Regions from separate parts of the Muntiacus reevesi genome. Here region 1 is linked to region 2. Evidence: chromatin contacts called from public Hi-C data. All regions are on one chromosome and are shown on one strand. Each heading gives the region's core, a stretch centred on a gene start, on an enhancer-like site or on the middle of the called end of the contact. The rest is flanking DNA. Distances are from core to core; before and after follow the strand shown. Region 1 holds the start of COG3 (component of oligomeric golgi complex 3). Region 2 holds the start of NUFIP1 (nuclear FMR1 interacting protein 1).

Evidence for each region. Hi-C and Micro-C count contacts between places; a contact is called where the count stands out from the background.
Region 1: a Hi-C map of blood shows a contact between it and region 2, with 4 times the contacts expected there. The contact joins the promoter of COG3 here to the promoter of NUFIP1 in region 2. A contact is called at or near these places in 2 of 3 Hi-C or Micro-C datasets (blood and muscle).

What each region holds. Positions count from the first base shown.
Region 1 is chr11:14,387,012-14,390,979 of mMunRee1.1, reverse strand. COG3 (component of oligomeric golgi complex 3) reads right to left here and starts at 2,536. Exons shown (of 23, transcript XM_065901999.1): 1 at 1,677-2,536. The coding sequence starts at 1,853.
Region 2 is chr11:13,965,495-13,969,854 of mMunRee1.1, reverse strand. NUFIP1 (nuclear FMR1 interacting protein 1) reads left to right here and starts at 2,080. Exons shown (of 10, transcript XM_065901888.1): 1 at 2,080-2,533; 2 at 3,537-3,619. The coding sequence starts at 2,128. GPALPP1 (GPALPP motifs containing 1) reads right to left here and starts at 2,003. Exons shown (of 9, transcript XM_065901890.1): 1 at 1,819-2,003. The coding sequence starts at 1,906.

The DNA of each region.
Region 1 (3,968 bases), core at 1,287-3,786, 420 kb before region 2:
TCCAACACAAACACTGCACACACCAGAAGACCTTCACTGAACCTCTGATCTGGTCACACTCTACCTACCCAGGACTTTACATTGCCTTTTCCTCCAGCTAGAAGATTACTTTTCTTGTCTTTACAACGCTGGCTTCTTGTTTTCCAACGTGAGTTCTCTACTTAGTCAATTTCTTAGAAAGGCCTTCCATCTTATCTGAAAGGGCATACCTCATTCTTTGGTGTCATACCATCCTGTTTTATTTTCTCTATATCCTGGACCACCATTTGAACTTACCTTCTTAGCTCTTTTTTTACATATTCATGATCACCATGTCAGCTCCATGAGGCAGGGATCTTGTCTTTCTTATCTTTCCATCCTCAATTCCTGGCCCTCAGTCAGGCACATAATATATGTTAAATGACTGCATGGGGCTAACAGTAGGCATTATATTGCACGAATATCTCATAATAGGATGAAAATGAAGAAATTCCATTTACTTCTCTCCAACCACTTTTCCTCATGCTCAATAGGAAGAATAATAGTTTGTGACCCAAGGCAATAGAAACAAATTGGGTCACTTTTCTTATGGGACACAGTTTGCCAAAGATACTGTGAAGTCCAAGCATACTGCTTTGGTAACAGGCCAGATCCAACTATAAACAGACTGAAATATTTACAGAGCAAACAACTTCTATTCCCCGAGCATAAAAGGTTTTGATGGCAACGTCAAAGCAAATTTCTACCTACTTCTTCATTTATTTTAAATCCACTTTCAGCACAGACTTATACAGGTGGACAGAGAAACCCAAGAAAGAACACCTGTATTTTACTGCAAAGGATGAGGCAGTGTAAGTGAGAACTTTCGAACCGAAGTTCTTACCCTCTAAAAGCTTAAATCGCTAACTCCACCTGCCTTTGGACACCAACGTGTGAAAACAAGGCTTTCAACATCAAAAGTAACTATGGGTGCAAATAAAATGACCTTCTAAACCTGGCCCCCAAACCAGAAAAAGTTTGTCAAACATCTGACAACTCATGAAACATACTTCTTGATATTATAATTAATTGAATTGAATCACACAGGCAGTAAAATGCACAGCATCCCAAAATGGTACTTATAATTAGAAACGTTGACACTAAAGCCGAAAACCAGCATTATCTAATAATAATGTACTGACCTAGCTTCCAAAGAGAAACATTTTTATAAATATAAACACAACCGGCACTTGATTTGAGAGCTCAACAGATCAACGTGCGATGAATGAAAACTGTCACCGGGGGCTAACTCTGGTCTTCCCCAGGCGCCCCTAGGGAAAAAGGAAGCCAGGTTATTCATTAAGGTGGCAAACGACCACCACCAGGAGGCTGTCCTGAAAGCGAAGCACTTCGGGTTCGCCGCGCTCTCCTTCCGGGAGAGTGTGGGCGGCAGGACCGGGCCTCGGTGACCCCAGGGACACCCGGGGCGAGACACCCGGGGCAAAGCTCCCGGCCAACCGGCCCGGGCCGCAGGGGGAGCGCCGGCGGTCCCGGGCAGCGAGAGGCCTGACAGCCCGGGAAAGGGAGCAGCCTCGCCCACCGGAGCCGTCCCCGCGCCCGGGAAGGAGGGCAGAGACCCGGGGCGGGGGTCTACAGGGCGGTATGTCGGGGGACGCGGCCACGGAGCTGACCCAGCCCGGCTCCCGCCGTCGCCTCACCTCGGCCGGCACGGGCAGGGCCTCGGCAGCCGCCTTCAGCGCCAGCACCGAGTCCGTCTGCCGGTCGGTCAGCGGAGCCGTCGTGTCCGCTCTCCCATCCCACAGAGCCAGCTTCTCCCGAGCGTCGCGCTCCGCCGCCGCCTCTGGCAGCGACAGCAGCAGAGCCGCCTCCGCCATCGCCGCCTCCCCCGCGGCCCGCAGCAGCAGCGGGGAGGTGGGGACCCCGAGAGAGACACAGAGAGGCCCAGGGCCACTTCCGGGAGCGCTGAGGCTTCCAGCGCGGCACCGGCGGCGGGGCGGGGCAAGCCAGAACACCCTGACTCCGGAAGCGATTCCCTCCCCTGCGTGAGCGGGACTGAGTCCTGGACCGACGTGGCTTTCGACGGGGTACAAGTATTTCCGGTTGGGATGTAGACCGAGAGGACGAAGGCTTTAGGCCCTAACGGAACTAGACTTGCCCCTACCGGAAGTCCCTGCCTCAACATCAATAACTTTATTGTTACGTGTCGTTATTGACAACTGTGCTCCGTGACCCTGCCGGCAGGGGCATTACTGAGCTCCAGGATCTGCTGCCTCTCTCAGCTCACAGCACCGTAATTTGGGTTAGGTCTGTAGATTGCGATTTCCGTGTTGACGTGTTGAGTTACCACAACTTTTCCAACATTCAAAATTCCGCTGTTAGAGACCTAATTTATGAAAACATAAAAACTCAAAGGCTTACGTATATCAGACATCATGCATGCTAAGTCGCTTCAGTCGTGTCCGACTCTTTGCAACCCCATAGATTGTAGCCTGCCAGGCTCCTCTGTCCATGGGGAGTCTCCAGGCAGAATACTGGAGTGGGTTGCCGGGTCCTTCTCCAATATCAGGCATCATAAATAGTATCAAATAACCACTCAAATGTCAGGCATTGAAGAACTGGATCAATAATTCACGACACAGATGTGTAACTGGAAAGCTGTTCTGCCATTTATATCATGTAGATTTCAGCAACAAAATAAATAATGATACTATTTGACCATAACCTTTGGAATAAAATAAATACCTGAGTTCACACTGATATGAATAAATAAATAGGGAAGAAAAAAACTCCACTTTACTAAAGAATTTCCACAAATAAATGTAGAAAGACCAAGGGGAAAAAAATCATTAAGGATATCACAGCAATAATTAAAAAGCAGGGGAAAATCTAGGGATGCTAAAATTAGTGGGTCAAAGTTTGAGGAGATACAGAAATTTGCATAGTATCAAGGGATCTCTCAAAGATATTTATTAATGGGGGGAGGTGAGGATGACTGTAAACATTACAGTGGAGAAACCTGGAAGACATCCCCTTAACCAAGTGATCAAGGTCAACATCATCACCATGAAACTCCTAATGATAGATCAAGAAGGACACAGTATCACTTTTGTGATATTCTTGCCAGAAATGCAAAACCACATTCTCATTATGAGAAAACATCAAACAAACTCAAATTGACAGACATCCTACAAAACTGCTCACCAGTAGTCTTCAAAAGTGCCAAAGTCAAAAAACAAAAAAAAGTCAAAGTCATAAATGAGAAGGAAGACTGAGGAATTATTACATTTAGGGGATGAGAGAGACTTGACAAGTAGATGCAATATGGGAGCCTGGATTGGATCTTGGGACAAAGAAGGGAAAACTATAGAAAAAAATAAGCACTATGGTTTAGATAACAGTAGTGTACCAAAGTAATTTCTCAGCTTTGATTGCTGTATATGATGTGGTTATGTAAGATGGTAACACAAGGTGAAACTGGGTGAAGGGCACATCTGAACTCTGTAGCACTTCTGCAGTTTTCTAAAGTCTAAAATGGCATCACCAACACAATGGACATGGGTTTGGGTGGACTCTGGGAGTTGGTGGTGGACAGGGAGGCCTGGCATGCTGCAGTTCATGGGGTCGCAAAGAGTCAGACACAACTGAGCGACTGAACTGAACTGAAAATTATATCAAAGTCAAGAGTTAAAACTTTCCTGGTGGTCTAGCAGTTAAAATTCCATACTTACCATATCCTACCTGCCACAGCTAACACCCACTGCAACCAAATAAATATATTAATATTTTAAAGAGTTAAAATTCTTGTAGCAAATGTGTATCTCTTTGGAGAAATGATAAAACTGAGAATAAAACAGTGTATCATACTGTTGACCAAAGGAAAAACTCCCAAAATATTCACAGATGGTTAGAGTTATTAATAATTACTTTCTTTTTCTTTTTTTTCAGTGAGTTTTGCATCTAAGTTAAGGGGTTTTTTGTTCGTTTAATTA
Region 2 (4,360 bases), core at 831-3,330:
ATCCAGCCTTCCTTCTCTGCCTTACCCACACCTTTGCCAGATAGAGAAGTAACTCAATAGCTAATACAACAATCTGACCATCCCCGTAGGTAACCTGTGGTTCTCAGATAGCTCCTCTTGCTCTCTCCTTCTCTTCCTGAAAGAGTGTTGAGTTCCACAGTTTTTGCAACCTTGTCACAGTCAAGAGTCGGACACAACTTAGCGACTGAATGAGAGTAACCAAGGAAGAATGATGTATGAATAAGGGGTTTTGGCTGAGAATGAGACTGATTTAAGTTTTCAGAGATGTGGAAAATCCATGGCGGTCCAGTGGTTAGGACTCCGAATCCATGGTCTCACTGTGGAGGGCCTGGGTTAATTCCTGGTGGTGGAAATAAGATCCCACAAGCTATGAGATGCCTCCCTCCCTTCCCAAAAAACTTTTCAGAAATGGAATAAGGTCCGGCGTGTGACTGCAAATGTAGCTGAGATGAGTGGTATGAAGGTCACTGCAGATGAAGAGAATAAAGTCAGAGTAAGAAAGGCCCAGGTTCCACTCAACTTCCACAAAGCAGTATCTGGATGTTGGGACTTGTCTCGAGAAAACATTTTCACCCCAGTTTTTAAATATGATCTCAGGTGACATTTCCCAGCATTCAGTTTTCTAGAGTATTCAAATAAAATTAATTTGGTCCATCTCAAACCTGTGTGCTAAATAAAAAATTGGGTTAACTCCACTTTTCTTCAATCATTGTTGAAGGGAACTTTCCTTGCTAAAATAAACACTTAATTTTTTAAAAACCACAGTGAAAACAAGATCTGGAAAAAAATCTCTAGGTGGAAACATGGCCTCTGGGTAGTCAACAGTGCAAATTAGATTCAGAAATGGGAGGGTTATTCCTTCAGCTTTACTGTTTTCTAACTTCAGTCAACCCCAGGCTACACATCAGAACAAACATGAAAGGAGATGGATGCTCAGGGAGGGCTCCGAGAATCTTTTTCTTTGGCAAATACGAGGTACCAGTTATGTGTTAGGACTAGAAGATTACTGAGCAATGGGTGGAGACAGCTATATCAACAAATTATTTCAAAAGTGTATTAAATACCTGTTGTATTTAAGTAGGAAAAAACAAAACAAAAAACCCCCCCATGGGTAGAGAGGAGGGCGAGACAGTTTGGAAAGGCTTCACTGAGCTGACGTTGAAGTTAGGGCTCAAAGGATGAGGTAGGAGTTTGTCAGGTATGTCAAAAAGGGCAGGGCAAAGCCCGAAGCAGCCTAGGAAACTGAAGAGCTGCGCAGACACTTGGACCGGTTTGAGCGCTGAACTGTTCTGTCAGATGAAATGACAGGATGAGAGGGGCAGGAAGGCTGGCCGGGGGCTTGAGGGCAAAGATTCTGCAAGATCCAAGGGCATTCATTGTACGTCAGAAGGCAAGACAGCACAGAGGTTCGGAGCACGGGCTTCGCTCTAAATAGGGCTCTGCCACTTAACGAGCGATTCGGCATGGGCAACAGCCCGAGTCTCAGTGTCCCCATCCGTATCACCGAAGAATAGTTACCTTACGCAGTGGCCAGGAGGGTTAAAGGACTGAAATGCGTATCGACGGTTTAGCTGAGGGTGCAGTCCATTAAGCGCTAAGTGCGGATACTTCATCGTGATAACGGTTATAGGCCAAAGCTAGTTTCTGCAGCCCCTACGACTCCGCTTGGGAAGGAGAGTTAGTTCGGACCCGGCCGCGCCCACTCGCCAGGCGTCCGCCCTCCCAGGCGTCGGGACCAGGGCCAGGCCAGAGACTGGGCGGGAGGGGCTGGCGGGAGGGTAACTCGTCGCCGCTTACCGGGGCTGGAGTCCCGCTCCTCGTCCTCCGCCGACCCGCCGGCCTTGAAGCCGGGCGGCAGGGCCGGCCCAATCAGATCCCTCGCCATCCGCGGGGTCAGACACTGCAGGCGTACACAAGTGTCTCCAAGCCGAGTCAGAACTCCACGACGGGCAGCCCGCGAGCCGCCGAACGCGAGGGAAGCTCTTCCGGCGCCGGCCGATGACATTTCAGCTTGTGATTGGTTGAGCTTTGCTATTGGCGGTAACGGAAGTGACGCCTAAGCTTGCTGCGCTCTCGCACGCCGGGTTTACTACCAGGCGGGTGGCGATGGGCGAGCCGGTTGGTGGTGCCGTGCCTCCCGCCGGGTGGTTCCCAGCCCCCGAGCTGACACCCACGCTGGGGCCTCTAAGCGACCGAGCCTCGCGGCCGAACAACTGGATGCCGTGGGCGATGCCGCCGCCGCCGCCGCCTTCGTCGCTTCCCGCAGCAGGGTCCGAGCCTGCCTTAGAAGCACAGCCCCGCGCGGAAGCCCGCACTTTCCCCGGGGCACCTCCCCCCTTCGACGCCCACATTCTTCCCGGGGCGCAGCCCCCCTTTGACGCCCAGTCCCCCCTCGATTCTCAGCCTCAACTCAACGGCCAGCCTTCCTGGAATTTCCAGGCGTCAGCGTCACGGTACTGGACGCAGTCTCCTGGTGGTTTTCCTTGGCATCAGCAGCCCCATAGCACTCCAGGTAGGTTGTTAGCGCCTTTCCGTACCACCCCTTATCTTTCTTTTCCATCCCTACTTCCTCCTCCTCTTCCACCCTTCTTCTCCTCTCTTCTTCTGATACTGCTTTGCTCTCTTGGAGTCTGGTCGTTAATGTCTCACAGTTTGTTCCACAGTTACGATTTCCCGACTTGTTCATTTAGTTCAGCAATTATTTGGTTGATTCCAACTATGAGCCAGGACGTGAGGGTACAGCAGTGAGCAAAACATTCAGAAATCCTTATCTTAGGCCTTGACATCTCCTGGGGTAAGATGACAGAGACAATAAACAAAATAAAGCAGTGTCTATTAGAAGGCAGTGAGTGCTGTGGAGAGAGAAGGCAGAGTCACAGTTTTAAATGTCAGTGTCAGTCATGAGTAAGGTCACATTGGAGCAGAGACTTAAGGGAGGTGAGGGATCAGTTGTTACTGTTTAGTAGCTAAGTCATGTCTGACTCTCTGCGGCGCCATGGACTGTAGCCCCCCAGGCTCATCTGTCCATGGGATTCGCCAGGCATGAATACTGGACTGGGGTGCCATTTCCTTCTCCAGGGGATCTTCCTGATGCAAGGTGGATGCAGGGATGGAACCCGAGTCTCTTGCAGTGCATGTGTCTGGGGCTTAGCCATGCAGGCAGAGAGACTTGTAAGTGCAGAGGCCTTGAGGCAGGAACTGTGTGTGAATCACTATTCTTCCTAGAAAGGGTGAGAGTGAAAGTGGCTCAGTCCTGTCGGACTCTTTGTAACCCCATGGATTGTAGCCTGACAGGGTCCTCTGTCCCTGGAATTCTCCAAGCAAGAGTTCTGAATTGGGTTGCCATTCCCTTCTGCAGGGGATCTTCCTGACCCAGGGATCAAACCTGGGTCTCCGCATTGCAGGAGGATTCTAGTGGGCTGCCACTATTGTAACTCAAGTATTTATGACATGCTCTAGCAAAATATTAAATAATCGTACAGTTTTTAACATTTATGAATCTTTTTGTTTTCCAGTTAAACATACTTATTTTCCACGAAAGCATGATGCAAGGGTCAATGACTTCAGTGTCTCTCCCAGAAGAAAACAGAAAAAAAAGGTATTTTAAAAGATGTTCTAAAATGTAACACTTTGGTCCCTATGTCAGTGCTTCATATCTCATCTGTCGTAACTGTCTATGTTTTGCGTTCATCATTGACACACCATAGCTTTGCTGTAAAAGAATCTTTAAGGGTCTTGGCTGTAAGTAAAAACTTTAAGCAAAGTCTTCTTGTGAAAAAATGGAGAAACTGTAGAAAAGGAAAACAGTCAGTCTATTTACATACAGTATCAGGAGTAAATATGGGCAATTATGATTACAGATAAATGTAAATGTTATTGAATTTCAATGAAGTAAAAGATATATATTTATACATAATATATATATTTATTTTATTAGCAGGTTGGGAGGGGAAGGATGAAATGAAAAGTTTTTGTGTGTTTTCAACCCTTGATTATGTTCAGAAACTGAGCCTTAAAATAGATTTCCTTTATTCTGATGTAGCTTAACAGTCTGGTCTTTCGACTTTCAAGATGTATAAATAATGTCATTAGAATAAATTGAATAAGATCTACATCATGAAATTACTACCCTTCATTTTGGTATCAAAACTGTGTTGCTGATATTTACAAAATACTGTGAATGTGTAATATATCTAATAACATAATCTCAACATTGAACAATTGGAGTCTACTTCCTATATAGTCTTATCATTGTAATAATCTTTTTTGTTTTATGTTTAAACATAAAAATAGTAAATTGAGAATAAGAAAATAACTAATACTTACCTAGTTATTTTCT